2 separate regions of the Mus musculus genome follow, and region 1 is linked to region 2. A link is a contact called in public HiChIP or PLAC-seq data. All regions are on one chromosome and are shown on one strand. Each heading gives the region's core, a stretch centred on a gene start, on an enhancer-like site or on the middle of the called end of the contact. The rest is flanking DNA. Distances are from core to core; before and after follow the strand shown.

Evidence for each region. HiChIP or PLAC-seq counts read pairs in DNA pulled down with a chosen protein or histone mark.
Region 1: an H3K4me3 HiChIP or PLAC-seq map of embryonic stem cells shows a contact between it and region 2, with 5 times the contacts expected there. The contact joins the enhancer-like site here to the promoter of Nxpe3 in region 2. A contact is called at or near these places in 5 of 39 promoter capture datasets (3T3-L1-derived adipocytes, embryonic stem cells, fetal liver and 1 more), 2 of 15 datasets of contacts at CTCF or cohesin (large pre-B cells and pro-B cells), 14 of 484 Hi-C or Micro-C datasets (B cells, CD4 T cells, CD8 T cells and 4 more), 10 of 115 datasets of contacts at active chromatin or transcription factors (the 230-238 cell line, effector CD8 T cells, embryonic stem cells and 3 more) and 2 of 9 other capture datasets (liver and pancreatic islet).

What each region holds. Positions count from the first base shown.
Region 1 is chr16:56,144,147-56,147,676 of GRCm38.p6, reverse strand. The region is part of intron 7 of Senp7 (SUMO1/sentrin specific peptidase 7); the gene reads right to left. Among named protein-coding and RNA genes, the nearest start is that of Impg2, 58 kb to the left of the region's middle. Within about 2 kb of position 2,051, at least 11 of the 459 cell types and tissues checked have an H3K27ac peak or open chromatin away from gene starts, as enhancers often do. A contact at or near this core is called in embryonic stem cells, where this site is marked.
Region 2 is chr16:55,893,571-55,897,174 of GRCm38.p6, reverse strand. Nxpe3 (neurexophilin and PC-esterase domain family, member 3) reads left to right here and starts at 1,896. Exons shown (of 6, transcript NM_001134457.1): 1 at 1,896-2,247.

The sequences.
Region 1 (3,530 bases), core at 802-3,301, 250 kb before region 2:
CCTCTTAGCGTAAATGCTATATCGAATTATTAATTTCTAAACAAAAGTTTTATAGTAAAAGACTTAGAAGAGCCAGGTGTAAGTGGGCACAGCTGTAATCTTAGCACTCAGGAGGCAGGGGCAGACTGACTGCTGTGAGCTCGAGGCCAGCCTGGTCAACACTGTGAGACCCTGTCTCAAAAACAAACAAATAAAAAGGACTAATGAAGGAAAGGAAAAGCTAAAAACTGTATTTTATAGACTCCTACATTCAAATAATTTACTACTTATACAGGAGTCAAGCCAAAACAGGAATAAACTTTTTATATAGAGCTGGGCACTATAAAACCTAGGTTCTACTAATATATTATACACAATTTAAAGTGGAAAATATTTCTAGCAAATGAAATTCAAAAAGTGACAAAACTCCTGAGGATAAAAGATATTAAGCATTTCCAATATATTCTTACAGTAAAAGAGAAAACCCACAAGGCAGACATTTCTCTACAAAAGGAATACTATACTTGTAGTCTACTTTAAAATGGCTTTGTGGAAAAGCTTTAAAAACTGGTATCAGAAAAAATATATCTATTTCTTTAACTATCTTTTTATTATTATTTTGTATTTGTTTTATTTAGGATATATAGTAATGTATTTTATAATGAAAGTTTTAATCACAATTAGAACCCAAGAGACTTTTATACCTCATTTAAAATAATATCCATAGCCAACCATTTTCTGGAAAATTTTATGATTTTTCTTTACAGCTACATGGGTTTATTTCTGGGTCTTTGATTATGTTTCATTGGTCTACGCATCTGTTTTGTGGGAGCATCATGTTGCACCACAGTGTTTATCATATGACTGTTGTATAATCTGAAGTCAGAAATTATGATACCTCCTGGCAGTGTTCTGCCTACTGAGATTGGTTTAGCCATCTTTTGTGTTTCCATATTAACACTTTCGAGTTACTTTCTGATACTGTGAAGGTTACTGAATTTCAGTGGTGATTATACTGAATCTGTGTACTGCTTCTGGCAATTTGGTCATCTTATAGTATGGTGTTAATTGCACTGATCCAGAATCTGGTGGTTCCAGCGCGTATGACTCCATAGACTCATCTGTTTGAATGCTTGGTCCGTAGGGAATGGCACTATTTGGAGGTGTGGTCTTATTGGAGGAGGTGTGGCCTTGTTAGAGTAAGTTTGTCACTTTGGAAACAGGGCACTGAAGTCTTAAATACCCAGTGTGAAATCAAATCCGGTTTCCTCCTGGCTTCCTGAGGATCAAGATGCAGAACTCCTTTAGCACCATGCCTGCCTGGGCACTGCCATGTTTCCCACCATGATGATACTGGATGAACCTCTGAAACAATAACCCAGCCCTAATTAAATGCCCTTTATAAGAGTTGCCTTGGTCATGGAGTCTCCTTAGAGCAATGAAATACTAAAACACAAAAGAAAATTTAAAGAATCCTAAAATAAAGTTAAAAAATGGTAGAAACTCTAGCCTACTAGAGTTTCTAAGATAGAGTGGACGAAGTTGAAACAAAATATAAACAAGAGAAAGAGCTCCAGAAAACAGAAATATCTGGAACTAGAGAGAATCCCATACCACACCAAATTACTCACAAAATCTTAAATATGTAAAATGATACTCAGCCAGTTTCAAATATTTTTGACTAAAGTCAATACATTTTATTCAGTCTTCAAGCCTCAACAATCAACTTTAAAGCTGAGCATGTAAATAATACTATACTGGCTTTTGGAGGGGGACAGAGAGAAGACAAAACGCAGCCACTAGTGTCTCCCAGTTTAGATGGCCAGGATTCACCACCAGACGATTTAGATTTGATCTGGTTTATAAGATTAGGATTCTAGCTGTAGCGCCCAGCGACTGAGTCGCCCTTGTTTCTGAACTAAGTTTGTGTGGTGTTTTCCTTCATGCGGCTGCTCGCCTGGGTTCTAGAGAGAAAGGTATGGCCGCAAAGCATGGATTTGCCTGATGTGCACCCCAAAAGAATGTACGAGTTCTGAAGCATCGGGATGGCATGGTAATGACCCGCCAGTGGGTACTTAGAGAACTGGGTGGAGAGATTTCAGAGCTCTGAGGCAGAGTCTCCATTGCCCATCGGTGCCTTACCGGCAATAGTATGGATTCGTTTTTTTATTATTTCGCGCACGAGGTGGCGAACCAACATGTTGGGCAAGAATCCACTAGAAATGTAAGATTATTAGCCTGAGAGTTAGAGTTTTATTTTCTAAGTGAGAGCAAGGTAGTGCTGGGATGAGTCACATGGACTCAAGCGCGGGAACCTTGAAACAAAGAAAAAGGGCTCTGAGGTCCCCAGCTGCGGGAAGGGGCAAGATGGCGGCTCTGAGTCGGCGAGCCAGAGAATGGAAACGCCTATATCTTGGGGCAGATATTGATTTAACTGTGAATTTATAATATTGGTATTATTGGCTTTTAGGATAGATTTATATACAGATTTTGTCCAAATCATGTGGGGAATTTCACCCGCGGTTTGGAACTAGGACAGGGCAAATTAGTCACTGACTCCAAGTAGCGAGCACAGTGTTAATTACATGCGCTCTCTACTAAATGTCTTTGGCTCCAGACAGAGAGCTCAACAGATGGATTGGTATAACAGGATGACTGCTCTAGGCAGGCAGCTTAAAAACTATCTGCTTCCTAAAGGCAGATATTAGTAAAAGTTTGAATTAATTGCTTTAAAGATGGTATAAAGATATATTGCTCTAATAAGTCTTACTGGACATTCAAATCCTGTCTAATGTGGGCTCCAAGGGAATTTTGGGTTTAAATCCTGGTTTGACAAGCTACCTAGCCGGGTGTGGTGGCGCACGCCTTTAATCCCAGCACTCGGGAGGCAGAGGCAGGCGGATTTCTGAGTTTGAGGCCAGCATGGTCTACAAAGTGAGCTCCAGGACAGTCAGGGCTATACAGAGAAACCCTGTCTCGAAAAATCAAAACAAAAACAAAAAACAACAACAACAACAAAAAGACAAGCTACCTGCTTATAAGCAGGTATAGATAGAACTGTGAATAAATTGTTTTAAAGATGGTATAACAGATTTGCAAGATAACTCATATTCTCTGATATGGGCTCCATGGGAATTTTGGGTTATTATCCTGCACAGCAAAATAGAAAAAGCTTAAGAATAGGCACATACAGTATTTTAGTTTACTTCATTTGTTTTGGATTGTTTTAATTTTCAAAATGAGTATGATTTTGAGTTTTGTGCTTATAGTACTTCTCTGGGAGAGAGAGCAAAATAAAGGTTTTTCTTGTTACTGGCTCAAGGATATACTGATTTGGGAAAAAGATTTTGTCTTTATGTTTTTAGAAAAGGCAATTAGTGTCTATACAAATTCCAGAGTTATATGGATCAGATATGATAAAGGGAGACTCCCTGAAGAACTAGTTTCCAGAGAACCAAACAAAAAAAGTTACCTTGATGGTACTAAAATTTTGTTCTGAGATTTGTGTATTACAGAATCTCCAACCTTGGTGAGTCTCATCGTCAGATGTG
Region 2 (3,604 bases), core at 647-3,146:
GCCCAGAGCCTTGCACATACCAGACAAGGGTCCACTACTCACTTAGTACTTATTCTCAGAATCTATACTTTTTTGTTGTTTTTGTTCTTGTTTTTGTTTTTCGAGACAGGGTTTCTCTGTGTAGCCCTGGCTGTCCTGAAACTCACTCTGTAGACCAGGCTGGCCTTGAACTCAGAAATCCGCCTGCCTGTGCCTCCCGAGTGCTGGGATAAAGGCAGGCATCATCACTGCCCGGCTACTTTTGTTGTTTGTAAAGTCAAGGATTCTCTGTGTTGCCCTGGCTGTCCTGGAATTCAGGCGCTGACCAGACTGGCCTCAAACGTAAGAGATCTGCCCTCCTTTTCTTCCTGAGTGCTAGGAAATAAGATGTGAGCTACCACTACCTGGCAGAATCTGTAAGTTTTTAATATAAATTTATTGATCCTTTTAGAACTTTATGCAATGTATTTTGATTATTTTCTCTCTCTCTATTCCCCCGTGATCCATCTCCAACTCCCTTCACTGTGTTCTCTTAATTTAAACAAACAAACAAGCAAACAAACAAACAAACAACTTAGTCCAGTTTGTGCTACACAAACACTTAACAGGTGGGAAGCCATTCCCCGGAGAGTGGTTGACCTATCAGGGTCCATACCCTTAGGAAAACAGTATCTCCTGTTCCCAGATGCCATCATTGGGTCTTCAGTTAATGTGTGTGTACACATGAACCCTTTGTCCTGCCATGTGAGAATGTTGGTGGGTTGGTTTTGTTCAAGTCTTGTAGAGGCAAGCACAGGTGCTCTGCGTTCATGAACCCAGTGGTCTTATTATGCCCCGAAGACAGTTGTTTTGCTTCTGTTCTTCCTGACCTCAGGCTCTTATAGCTCCATTGTCAATAAATATAATGATAATTAATGACAGTTGGAATTCATATCGATTCTACTTCAACTTGGGACTAAGTCTGAGGGCAGACTTTTTTTTTTAACATTTTTTAAAAAGATGTATTTATTTAATGTATATGAGTACACTGTAGCTGTCTTCAGACACACCAGAAGAGGGCGTCAGATCTCATTACAGATGGTTGTGAGCCACCATGTGGTTACTGGGAATTGAACTCAGGACCTCTGGAAGAGCACGCAGCCAGTGCTCTTAACTGCTGAGCCATCTCTCCAGCCCCAGACTCCACCCCATCCCCCAGCATTTTGCTCTGGTTAAAAGTAAGTCCAACCCCACTGTGCTCTAAGCCAGGAACGTCTTTTGTCCCACACAGGCCTTTCTGTCCTCTAGAAACTCCTCTCAGTATCTCAGATTCACCAAGCTGCTTTTGACATAAAACGTCCAAACTAGGGTAATCCAGCATTGAGGGTGGTTTGGGTGGAATATCCTGGCGCTTTTGCCAAGAACTAACTTCAAAGAGAGAAGCTTCAAGATCTCTATGCTCACGTTTGGCAAGCAGTGTTTCTCTGGTACCAGCAGCTCCGCCACTGCTAGGCCAGCATTGTGGTTAGTTCTCAGGAAGAGAATCGGTTGAGGGGACGCTCCGGGGAAACGCTGATGTCCGAAGGTCATCTGTATTTGTGTCTCCAAAAGGGTCCAGCCCTCGGGCTAGAGTGTATCTCCGGAGGTACACAGTCATCCTAACCCAAGCTCCCTGGGGCGGTCGGGTAGCACAGGCAGTGCCAACTCCTTGTTTCGCCACTGGGCACATCACTCAGCTTGCGCGGCTGTCAGTCAACATCCCCGCTCCGCCCCGCCCCGCCCATAGTCGGACCAATCGTAGCCGGGGGTCGGGGGTGAGGCTCCGTAGCGCGGTCAGGAAGCCGGGAGAGAACAGCCTGGCGCGGAGGCCCCCGATCGGAGCGTCCACATCCCGTGGGAGGGCGAGCGGCGAGCGAGACCGGAGACCCGGTGAGTGCGAGCTGCGACTATGCGCGCGGCGGGGCGGAGCCTGTCCCGAGAGCGCCCGGTGCGGCGTGCCTCGTGCGCCCCGCAGCTGCAGAGCCCTGTGTTCCGCGCGCGGACCTCGGGTCCCTAACGTCCCCGGCCGGGTGTAGGGAGCTGCGGCCCCGGGAGTCCCAACTGCGTTCCAGAGCCCGGGAGCCGAGGCCCCGGTCGAAGACGCAGGCAGAGCTTCAGCCCTGGGCTGCGACTGCCAAGGTCCGGATGATCCGAGCCGCTGCAGAGAGGATGCAGGGCGAGCCTGAACATCTCCATCCTCAGTTTCTCCACTTGCTGCAGCGCCGCAGCGCCTGGTAGCAGGCACCTCAGGTGACCTGTACCCGAGAGCGCAGTCAGGCCCCTCTCCTCCCCCCAACCCCCACCCCTTACTTCTCTTCTTTTTTCCACTCCCAGTGCAGAGAGCTTGGCGACACTGCACTTGGTCCCTATCGCCAGTCTCATCGCTGCTGTGGCGCCAGCTGCTTCTTATCTTGTTGTCTCCTCATACTTTGGACTACCCAGGCCTTACTGAGCTGCAGTTTTGGAGGCATCAGAGAAGTCATGCAGGGAGGAACATGTGTGTGACAGTCCTCTGTGGGATGTTGAGATCTTGGCTTGTGTTCTGTCTCTGCTTGACTCAAGTTCAGAAGGGCAGTGGTGCTCAGAGAGGTTGTGAGGCAGGATTTTGCAAAAATGTATATGAAAGTGTAATTTCCCCCTTGCTTTTCATCAACAATAGATTATTGCCGTGTTCCCAATGGATGAAGAATCACACTGCCTGGTGATTGTGTTCTCTTCCTGTAGGCATTATGTGTCATTTGGAATATTAGGGTGTCTTTGAAGCTGGCAGGTTGCCAGGACCCTCATGACTGTCTGATTCCTCTCAGGGGGAGGGCACACCATACTTTAACCCAGCAGTGTGGGGGGCTCTGTCCCCTTTTGACTGGGCTTACTATCTTCTTTCCATGTCTGTTGTTTTCATAATTTCTTCTGGGTTGACCAAGTGTGTAATCGGCTACTGAGAAAGGAGCTGAAGGAAGGTCACTGAAGAGGGAATGGTTGTTCCTAGTGCTCCAGAATCCAGTTGTCCTGAGAGACCATGGCAAGGCACAGTTCAAAATTCATTTTAGTACCACTAGCCCTTGCCAACTGAAGTAAGCAATGCCCCCTGGCCACTCTATTTAGTGGTTCTTCTACTTGGCAGTCTACTGTAGCTATCTAAGGGATATCAAGGGTTTCAAAGTAAGCGATGCCAAAGGATCCAAGCCTAAGGTGTAGACATAGGAAAAGCAGAACCAGCAAAGGTGTTGGCCTCCTAAGGTGTAAAGAAAATTCATTTGCAGAGAGCAAAGGCCAAGGCCAAACGCTGGAATGTGGTTCTACCTTGTGGCTCCTGGGGGATCAGACTGCTGGGCTGGTCAGGGCACTTTTATCTGCTGAGTCACCTCACTGGCCCCTTTTTACAGAATTATCACTTCTAATAACCGAAGAGCCTACCTTTACAAGGTAGCAACTACCCTCAGGTTACACTTAACAATGTCTCTTACCTGTTTCTAAATGTATACCCTCGTCTCTCACTAAGGTCTATAATAGTGTGTGTTTGATTTCCAGCCAAAGGCTACTGGAGCAGTAGGTACTTTAAAGAAGCCTTTATCAGCACTGACACATACTTTATCAGACTGGAACC